2 separate regions of the Mus musculus genome follow, and region 2 is linked to region 1. Evidence: chromatin contacts called from public promoter capture Hi-C data. All regions are on one chromosome and are shown on one strand. Each heading gives the region's core, a stretch centred on a gene start, on an enhancer-like site or on the middle of the called end of the contact. The rest is flanking DNA. Distances are from core to core; before and after follow the strand shown. Region 1 holds the start of Anxa8 (annexin A8). Region 2 overlaps Gm52113 (a long non-coding RNA gene).

Region 1 (4,039 bases), core at 759-3,258:
TGGTAGGAAATACAGGATACAGTGAATTCCTCTGTGAGGACCCTATCCATGTGTGTAATATCTCAAGTTCTGTGTGTCTCCATTGCTCAGTGAAGGAAGAATGTGGGCACACGTCCGGTAGATAAGGGGGTGCTGTATCATGCCAGGGGCACATGGTAACATGAAGCTTACCTGAAGCTACATGGATGGGATGGTTTAGCCCAGAATCCCTGCAGAGGCTGGCCCTTTTCCTGGGCTATCCAAGGGCCCTCAACATTGCTGCTCCTTCAGGGGACCCATCTCAGTCACCTGTACTGCCTGACTTGGGCTAGACCCTTCCGGTTCCAGAATCACTGGCTCTAGAGACTCACATGCATGTCCCTGTACGGACATCTCGATATAAACAAGCATGGGTGTCCACCAACCTAAAAATGTAGGGGAATCCAAGCTTCCGAAGGCCTGGAATGTGTCCGCCATCACTTTGTGCTGAGGCAGCTGGGACCGTCTTCCTTTCGCTGCATTGCACTGCACTGTTGCTCAATGGATCTCCAGGTTCCCTGCAGCTCTGCTCAGTAGCTGCCTTCCCAGGGCATGGCTACCTTCCTCCTCTCTGCTTGCCAGCCCAGATCCATCCCTACCCATCCCTGCCCACGCCACAAGAAAGAGATGACAACTCTGTTTGTAGAACAAAGAACACTGGAGTCAGGGGTGGGAACTTTGAACATTTCACATCACGGGACCATTCATAAAAGGCTGTTCTGCAACCTCGGTGGCCCCACAATGGGGTCTGAGCTGGATCATGAGATGCTTGACTCCTCTGCAGGGCATATGAGACAGCTTTCTCTCCTGGTTCTGAAATGGACTCCTGGCATCATGCAGAGTGACATGGACCGGGAAACTGCCTATGGCTTCTTCATGCTGGGTAGCCTGTACATAATGTAGGGTCGAGCCTCGTGTGTAGACTGCTGGGGACCCAGGCAACTGTGGCTTGCAGGTCCTGCTGCTGGTATGAGGGCAGTGTTGGCTTCCAGCTTGTTCTGGGCTTGTGCTATAGGCCTCTACATGGACCAGTTAAAACTGGACTGGACATGGAATTGGTGCCTGAGGCAGCCAGTACAGAAGGCCCTAATGAAGCAAGGCTGTCAGGACTGGCTGGGGCTGAAGACTGGGACATTAAAACCTGACCCTTCAGAAAGAAAAAGAAACATTCTGCAAGGTTTCCTTGGATTTAAAAGTCATCATGAGGGCTGAGAGCTTTAGGAGCCTTCCTGGAACTGGGTGATGCTCCCAGAGGCAGCAGCCTCACACTGAAAGGTAGCTAGCTAGGAGCTAGCTTAGTTAAGGGATCCTATAAGAAGAGTTGTGCTGAGGGAGAGTTGAAGAAAAGTAGGAAATTCCCAAAATTGAGCTTCTTGGAAGCTAGTTGGGAATAGTACTCCTGCCCCTTGGCAACTAGCATCTCCTACCCCGCCCCTCCCCATGGGAGGCAGCAGCCTCTCACCCCATGAGAGTTGGTACACAGTCACTCTGTTGTCACAACAACTGTCATTTAAGCAAATAATCTAGGTGCTTGCGAATGGTTCCCTCTAGCACAGGAACTCATACCTGCTTCCTAAGACTGTGATCATGACCCAAGGATCCGTCGTTACAAGATGGTTAAAGAGGAATTTAGACACAGTGCACCCCAGGGAATAGGGGTGGCTGTTTCTGTGTCCTTTGCTGAACTCATTGTGCTGCTAAGTATGCAAAGATGGCAGTAAGCAGAAGGGCTGCGCGCTGCCGGTCCCTTCTCTCTGTGATTGAGGTCTAGCCAACCTCAAGAAGCTATAGCCATGTTTACTTTCAAACGCTACCTCAGAGTTTCCAAGCTATGTGACAGCCACAGCCCAAACATTCTCAGGGCAGGCCCGGGCAGTGTCTGGGTGGGGTCTGGGAGTCACAGGAGGGGCCCAGAGCCAAGCGGAGCCTGAGGTGGAGGGAGGGAGGGCTGGGTGGGGCTGGACCTGTGTACACAACCACACCTACTATCGGGGAGTAGCTGTGTCCAGTCACTGAGCAGAGGCCAACTAGTGTTTCTTCATCTCCCTGGGAAAAGCAGCAGACAGGATGGCCTGGTGGAAAGCCTGGGTAAGTTGAAATGGTCTGGGGAGATGGGTCCCTAGTCCTTGTTGGGAGTGTGGAGGACACAAAAAGTAAAGCTGAACCTGCGAGGCCAAGTCCCGGTGAGGAAACTGGGAGAAAAACCCTGTCCACGCTTAGAAAAGTTAAGGTTTGAAAGGTAAGACAGTTAAAAATAAAACAAGAACATTTTTTTTTTTAATTTTTAACTGCAAAGAGAAAGCTAAAGGATTCGAGTGTCCAGAGGGAGACTTCTGTAGGGGAAAAGCTACTTTAGTGCCTCTGTGGATATGTGCAATGTGTGAGTTTGTGCTTGGAGAGACTCTAGCAGGCTGCTCCTTGCAGAAGTAGCAGTGTGTGAAAGGCGCTAGGGGGCCCAGGAAGTTGACTTTGGAAAACATTGCCCTGTTTGAGCATTTGAATGTTCAGATGGGTTGGATCTAGGTCTGGAGAGGATCCCGGATGGAAGGAACATCGAGGGACTTGAATGACAGGCTAAGGGGTTGGAGCTCGACTTCCAAACAGTACGGAGCCACCTCTACCCACATGTACAGCCGAAACACCTCATGGGCAGGCACACGGCTACATGTGCTATGCACCTTCCTCGTCCCAGCTGGGGCACTCAAAGAGGGAAAAGCTGAGGTTCTGGGACACCAGGTAGCTTGCTCAGGTCCCTCGGACAGCTTAGACTAGAGAAAGCCCAAAGTCTCTGCACAGTCTCCGGGCTCCTTATAGGCAGAAGATCCAAGTTGGCCCAGCTTCAGGAAAATCTTTGTTGCTGTGCCACCACCCAGAGAGAAGCTGTAGGTGTAGATGCCCCGGGAAGGGGGGGGGGGCGTCTCTGGACAGATAGGACAGACTAGAAGGCAGGAAGAGATGAGCTATCATCCTGACCCTCAGGAGAAAGCAGCCCGAGCAGTGGCTGTGCATAGCTTCACAGCAGCTGCTGGCAATACGCCTTGTGCAGGTGCACACAGCAGGGCTCTGAGTGTTGGGCAGTTCCTGCAGTCAGATGCTGGCCAAAATAGCCTGATTCTAGGCCCTGCACTCCATAGGGCAGGGGCAGGGGCCATCCTCTTGGGGACCTGATTGGATTGGTTGGTACTCTCAGAACCTTCTGTATGGATGGGGACACTCCTGTCGGCATCTCTCACCACTGTCACTGGAACCTCACAGCAAGTCTGTAGGATGGGTGGCTTTACACACAAGGGTGGAAATGGAGACTCCAGTACCACAGCTGCCACACTAGTAAGGGTTTAGGTCTGGGCAGCCTGGGTCCGGATGCACTCAGTCATCCAGCATCTCTGACCCTTGGGAGAGCAGACTCAGGGCAGCAAGGCTTCTGTATCTGTCCAGGCTGCCAGTGAGGACCAAATGTCCCCTGAGTACAAAGTTGGATTAAATACAGGACTGGAGAGGTCAAAAGAGTGACAGAGAGTGCCTGTCTTCAAAACAGGTTCCCCCTTTGTGGTGAAGAGATCAGACAAAAGTATGCCAGATCCTGCATGCCCATGACAGACGGTGTTCTAGACATAGCATCCAAAATTGCCTGAATTGCCTTTTTCCTGGGTGTGTGATGGTCTGGAATCACTGGCCTCAGGGTAGCTCCATCAGAAGCCTGAGGCTGACATGGAAGCTGGGATAGATGCCTCCTAATCTCCACTCTAGGCAGTGTCCCATCCTTGGCACCCAGAACGCTGATCTCTTTCTATAGAACCTTAGCAAGGGAAGAGAGACAGGCTTCTCAATGTGGTGATATCTGAGCCACCCCTGGAGCTGCTGACAAATACAGGTCCCAGAATGGTATGGGGGACACTCCTCAATGACTAAGTTTCTGACACTTCTTTGGGTCAGGCAGAGAAACTAGGAAGTGAGAACTTAAATGCTGCCCACCCCACACCCCTCAGAAAACCCACATGTCTATGGGTGAGGCTCTCTGCAG
Region 2 (4,039 bases), core at 1,081-3,580, 530 kb after region 1:
TGTCTATTCTCTTAGGTCTTAGTATTTATTGCTGATGGCTATAAAATGTCTTACCCTGTGAGAGCAGCATATTTTATTTAGCTAATCTCCTAGTATTTTTTAAAATTCCATTATAAATTGACTTACAAATAAATAATTTCAAGCAGCCACTGTTACCTCATTAAAATGCATATTAAATAAGGCACTATACATAAAAATTGCAAATTTTATATATTTTTAGGGGCATGCTGGAAAAAAAAAGAGAGAGAGAGGAAAAAAAGTGTTTTGTGACTACAAAGTAATCAAATGTGCCATAACAAAAAACCCTAAGTAGAAAGTCTACATGTGGGCTGGAGAGATGGCTCAGCGGTTAAGAGCACTGACTGCTCTTCTAGAGGTCCTGAGTTCAGTTCCCAGCAACCACATAGTGGCTCACAACCATCTGTAATAGGATCCGATACCCTCTTCTGATGTGTCTAAAGACAGTGACAGTGTACTTCCATAAACTTAAAAAGAAGTGCTATATTTGATGTGAAGAATAAGACCCCACTTTCTATAAGGAGTGAAGAGGCAGATCATTTTACAAAGTCTGGTGCAGTCTCAGACCAATGCCAGCGTGCTGAGGAGCGCAGAAAACAGTTCTTAGAACCCAGTGCGCAGGCTCCTCCCTTCTTTTCTACATGTGCCAAACACTAAAGTGGTGCAGGCTTTAATGTCATCTGCCACTTACAGTTGTTTATTTCTCAGTCAAGACTATGCGTGAGTTTATCTCTTCTACAGTCTGCTTATTTTCAAGCCTTTCAGTGCCTGGGATGTGTTAAGCCCTCTGTGACAAATGTTCTACTCTGTGTGGCTGTGAACAGTGTTCTACTCTGACCTAGTTTGTGTAAGGGGAGGGGTTGGGGGGGGCAGCGAGTCTAGCGGGCACTAGCAAGGGTCCAGGGATTGCCATTCATCTGCAACAGGTCTTAAGACACTTTTGTCTGGAAGAGGGAGGATATACAAGTTTCATGCAAATTTTATGGTAATAGACCAAAGGAAATCATAAACCAAGACACTGTTAGATGCCTCCATGGGGAAAGCAGGTGACCAGGGACCCAGTAGAAAAACCTCAGATATAGACACCAGAAGTAATTTAACAGTGAGTGACACTGTTAGCTTCAGGTAGATAGAAACTAGCGATCGAGTAAGTCAACACTTCTTAAAAGGCTTCACATGACTGCCTCAAAGATGTAAAGATGTTAGACAAAGATGGATAATGAATGTTTACTAAGGGCACTGAAGTAGTCCAAGAAATTTGGCTCTGCAACATTCCAACTCTCCAAATCACAAAGTTCTAATCAGTTAATTGGTATTGCAAAATCTTTAATATAGATGTGATTTTCCCCCCTCTTCTGAGAGTATCAGTTCCCAGACTGTAATTTACTTATTTGCTCAACAAGTTGGATTTAGGAGCAATGTTGTTTCGTTTGTTTTTGGTCCCCTATCTGAGGTAATTTCACACGTGTTCGTAACTCCTAATAGGAGTCGTACAAAAGCCCAAAGACCCATAGTTTTGGATATGTCTTTTTTTTGGGGGGGGGGAGGCGTCTTTAATATGCTGGTATTTCTAAATTTCTTGAAACAAGGTCTTTCTACGTGTCACAGGGCCTCAAACCCCAGGAGTCCTGCCTTCGGATTATAGGCATGCACCAGGAGGCCTAGCGCATTTCTGAAATTCTGTGAGAGAGCAACAATGAAGGCAGGTGCAGGTGGTGTAGTCAACCTACATTTTATAAAGTCTTTTAATTCTTGGGGCATCTTTCCGGCTGAATAACAAAGCGCTGCGCTCCCAGCCCCTCAGGCGCAGGGTCTAGGAATATCCCGGACCAAGGAGTACAACTCCGAAAGTAGCAGCGTTCCCTCTGCGCAGAGGTAGAAGGGGGTGGGGGGAATCCGGGTGATCTCCTCTTGGGGACACCACCACCGGGTGGGGGTCATGCGATAGAAGAGGCAGAGCCCGGCTCAGCTTTCTATAGACTGAAGCAACTCTAAGCGGAACCCCAAAACCCTGTCCACTGGACCGGGTCTCCCAGACTCCTATGGCCACCCGCTGAGCAAGCCTGGGACACAGTATTATTACCCAGGAGAAAAGAGAAAGGTTCGCCAGCGTTGGTGGGGGAGATGATGGTCATTCTTTGGTGTTGGCCTCCATCAGCTAGCGCCTGGGAAAGAGGGGGAGGGGAGGTACTGAAACAGTGTTGCAAAGCGGTGGGAACGTGAACCTCCTGTTTGCTCCTGTTTCGGTGGGGGCAGGAACTTGTTTACCTCCGGCAGTGCAGGCACTTCCGCATCGCCCCGAGGACAGTCCCACACGGACTAGTAGTTTGGTAGGGCAGCCAGCATCTTCACCTGCTGAGTCACCTCACTAGCCCTCCTCTCCAAGGACTTCTGCTATCAGCTCCGCCTTCTATACAAAGTGAAGGATACTGAGTCTGGAATAGGGAACAGGAGAAGCAATGCTTTGTGACTCGTGAATGGAACTAGGCTTCACAAGCTAGTCATCACTCAGGGACCAAAGCAGAGACAGACTCTGAGAAGACAGGAGGGGAGATCTGCCTAGTGCTGTTCTGTGGGTGGTTAATTATTCTGAGACTACCTGGGAGGTCCCTTAGTTTTTTTTTTTTTAATATGTATGAACACCTTGATTGATGATTGAGGTGGGAGGGTCCAGCCAATTATATAAGAAAATTGAGCAAGCCACAAAAAAACAAGCCAGTGAGCATTTCTCTGCGACACCCTGCATTCCTCAGCTAAGTCAACACAGGAGTGCAGAAACAAAGAATTCCTTTGAGGATTTGGGGCGTAGGGAAGTATTTACCTGGTGTACTGAGGCTCCCTTCCCTGGCCACACAGGTCCCACCCAGCCTTGGGTTGCCCTTGGGAACATCATGTGCCAACTTTACACGCAGGGGGCCCATCTGCTTCAGGGTCTGAGTGGTGGATCCTGGAGAGTTCCACCCACAGGAACATCCTACCTACAGAGGCTCCTCAGTCCACCCAGAGAGGACCACCACGGCTCTGAAAAGTGAAGTGTGGATAGGCTGGCTACCCAGGCTGCAGAGATGGGAAAGGCCGCACCTCTGTTTTCACAGAGGTGAAGCCTCCCTACCCACCACCCACATGTTGGTTGAACTCTGACACCCCCCCCCCCCATACCATGACACACGTGCAGGGCGGGCACACACACACACACACACACACACACACGGGATAAAATAAGAATGAAATATGGGGAGGATCAAGTGACAGGTAAGAAAGGGACATAAGAACACAAAGAGAAGCAGTCTCTCGGAGGGACAGTGTGCTAATGGCTGTGCCTACTGTCCACAAGCCCAACTTCAGAAGCAAACTTGCAGATTCAAGGAGAGGGGTCTACCAGCTTCTAGTAAAAAGGCTTCAAAAAACCTGTTCACAGATAATAACTGTGCTTTTCTGTGCCGCTGACTCCTGTTGGGCTCTGTCTAGGTGTTTTCAGTGTCCCTCCCTGGTCCAAGTTGGAGTTTGCCTCCATAGTCACAAGTAAGGGTCTACCACAGGAGTGGAGACTCCTGAGTTCCTTCAAAAGTAGATTCCATGCCTGCTATCTGAAGAGGTCTTCCCAACATCTCAAATGTTCCATTTCCAGGAGACCTTTCTTCTCTGTTGTATCTACCGCCTCAGTTGCAGGCATGCATGACCACACCTGGTTTTATGCAGTGCTAGGGCTCAGCCCCAGGATTTTGTGAATACTAGGCAAAGGCTTTGAGTTACATTCCCCATCCCAGAGACTGAGTTTGGCTGACTAGAAACAGGAAAATGGAGGCCTTGCCAGGGGGAAGACGCTAGGGACCCTTTCAAGGGCCGCTCATTATACCTCCAAAGTCCAAAGGCACAGAACACATCTCTCTGCCACTTGTGTTCTTGTTGGCCTTGGCTGAGGAGGGTGTGTATGGGGGGGCAGCTCTCCAGGTGAACCCTGCTTTTTGGAAAGGGACTGCATAAGTAGCCTCAGTACACCCAGCCTGCCACTGGGTGGCAC

The links. Promoter capture Hi-C pulls out the DNA fragments that hold promoters and counts their contacts.
Region 2: a contact with region 1 is called in a promoter capture Hi-C map of embryonic stem cells, with 3 times the contacts expected there. The contact joins the enhancer-like site here to the promoter of Anxa8 in region 1. A contact is called at or near these places in 12 of 39 promoter capture datasets (the HPC-7 cell line, cranial neural crest, embryonic stem cells and 6 more) and 1 of 484 Hi-C or Micro-C datasets (cortical neurons).

What each region holds. Positions count from the first base shown.
Region 1 is chr14:34,083,971-34,088,009 of GRCm38.p6, forward strand. It overlaps Anxa8 (annexin A8), which reads left to right and starts at 2,009. Exons shown (of 12, transcript NM_013473.4): 1 at 2,009-2,106. The coding sequence starts at 2,086. All of the region lies in intron 1 of A630023A22Rik (RIKEN cDNA A630023A22 gene), which reads right to left.
Region 2 is chr14:34,612,966-34,617,004 of GRCm38.p6, forward strand. Gm52113 (a long non-coding RNA gene) reads right to left here. Exons shown (of 3, transcript XR_003951117.1): 2 at 2,287-2,453; 3 at 1,646-2,183. Among named protein-coding and RNA genes, the nearest start is that of Gm52113, 5.4 kb to the right of the region's middle. Within about 2 kb of position 2,331, at least 58 of the 459 cell types and tissues checked have an H3K27ac peak or open chromatin away from gene starts, as enhancers often do. A contact at or near this core is called in embryonic stem cells, where this site is marked.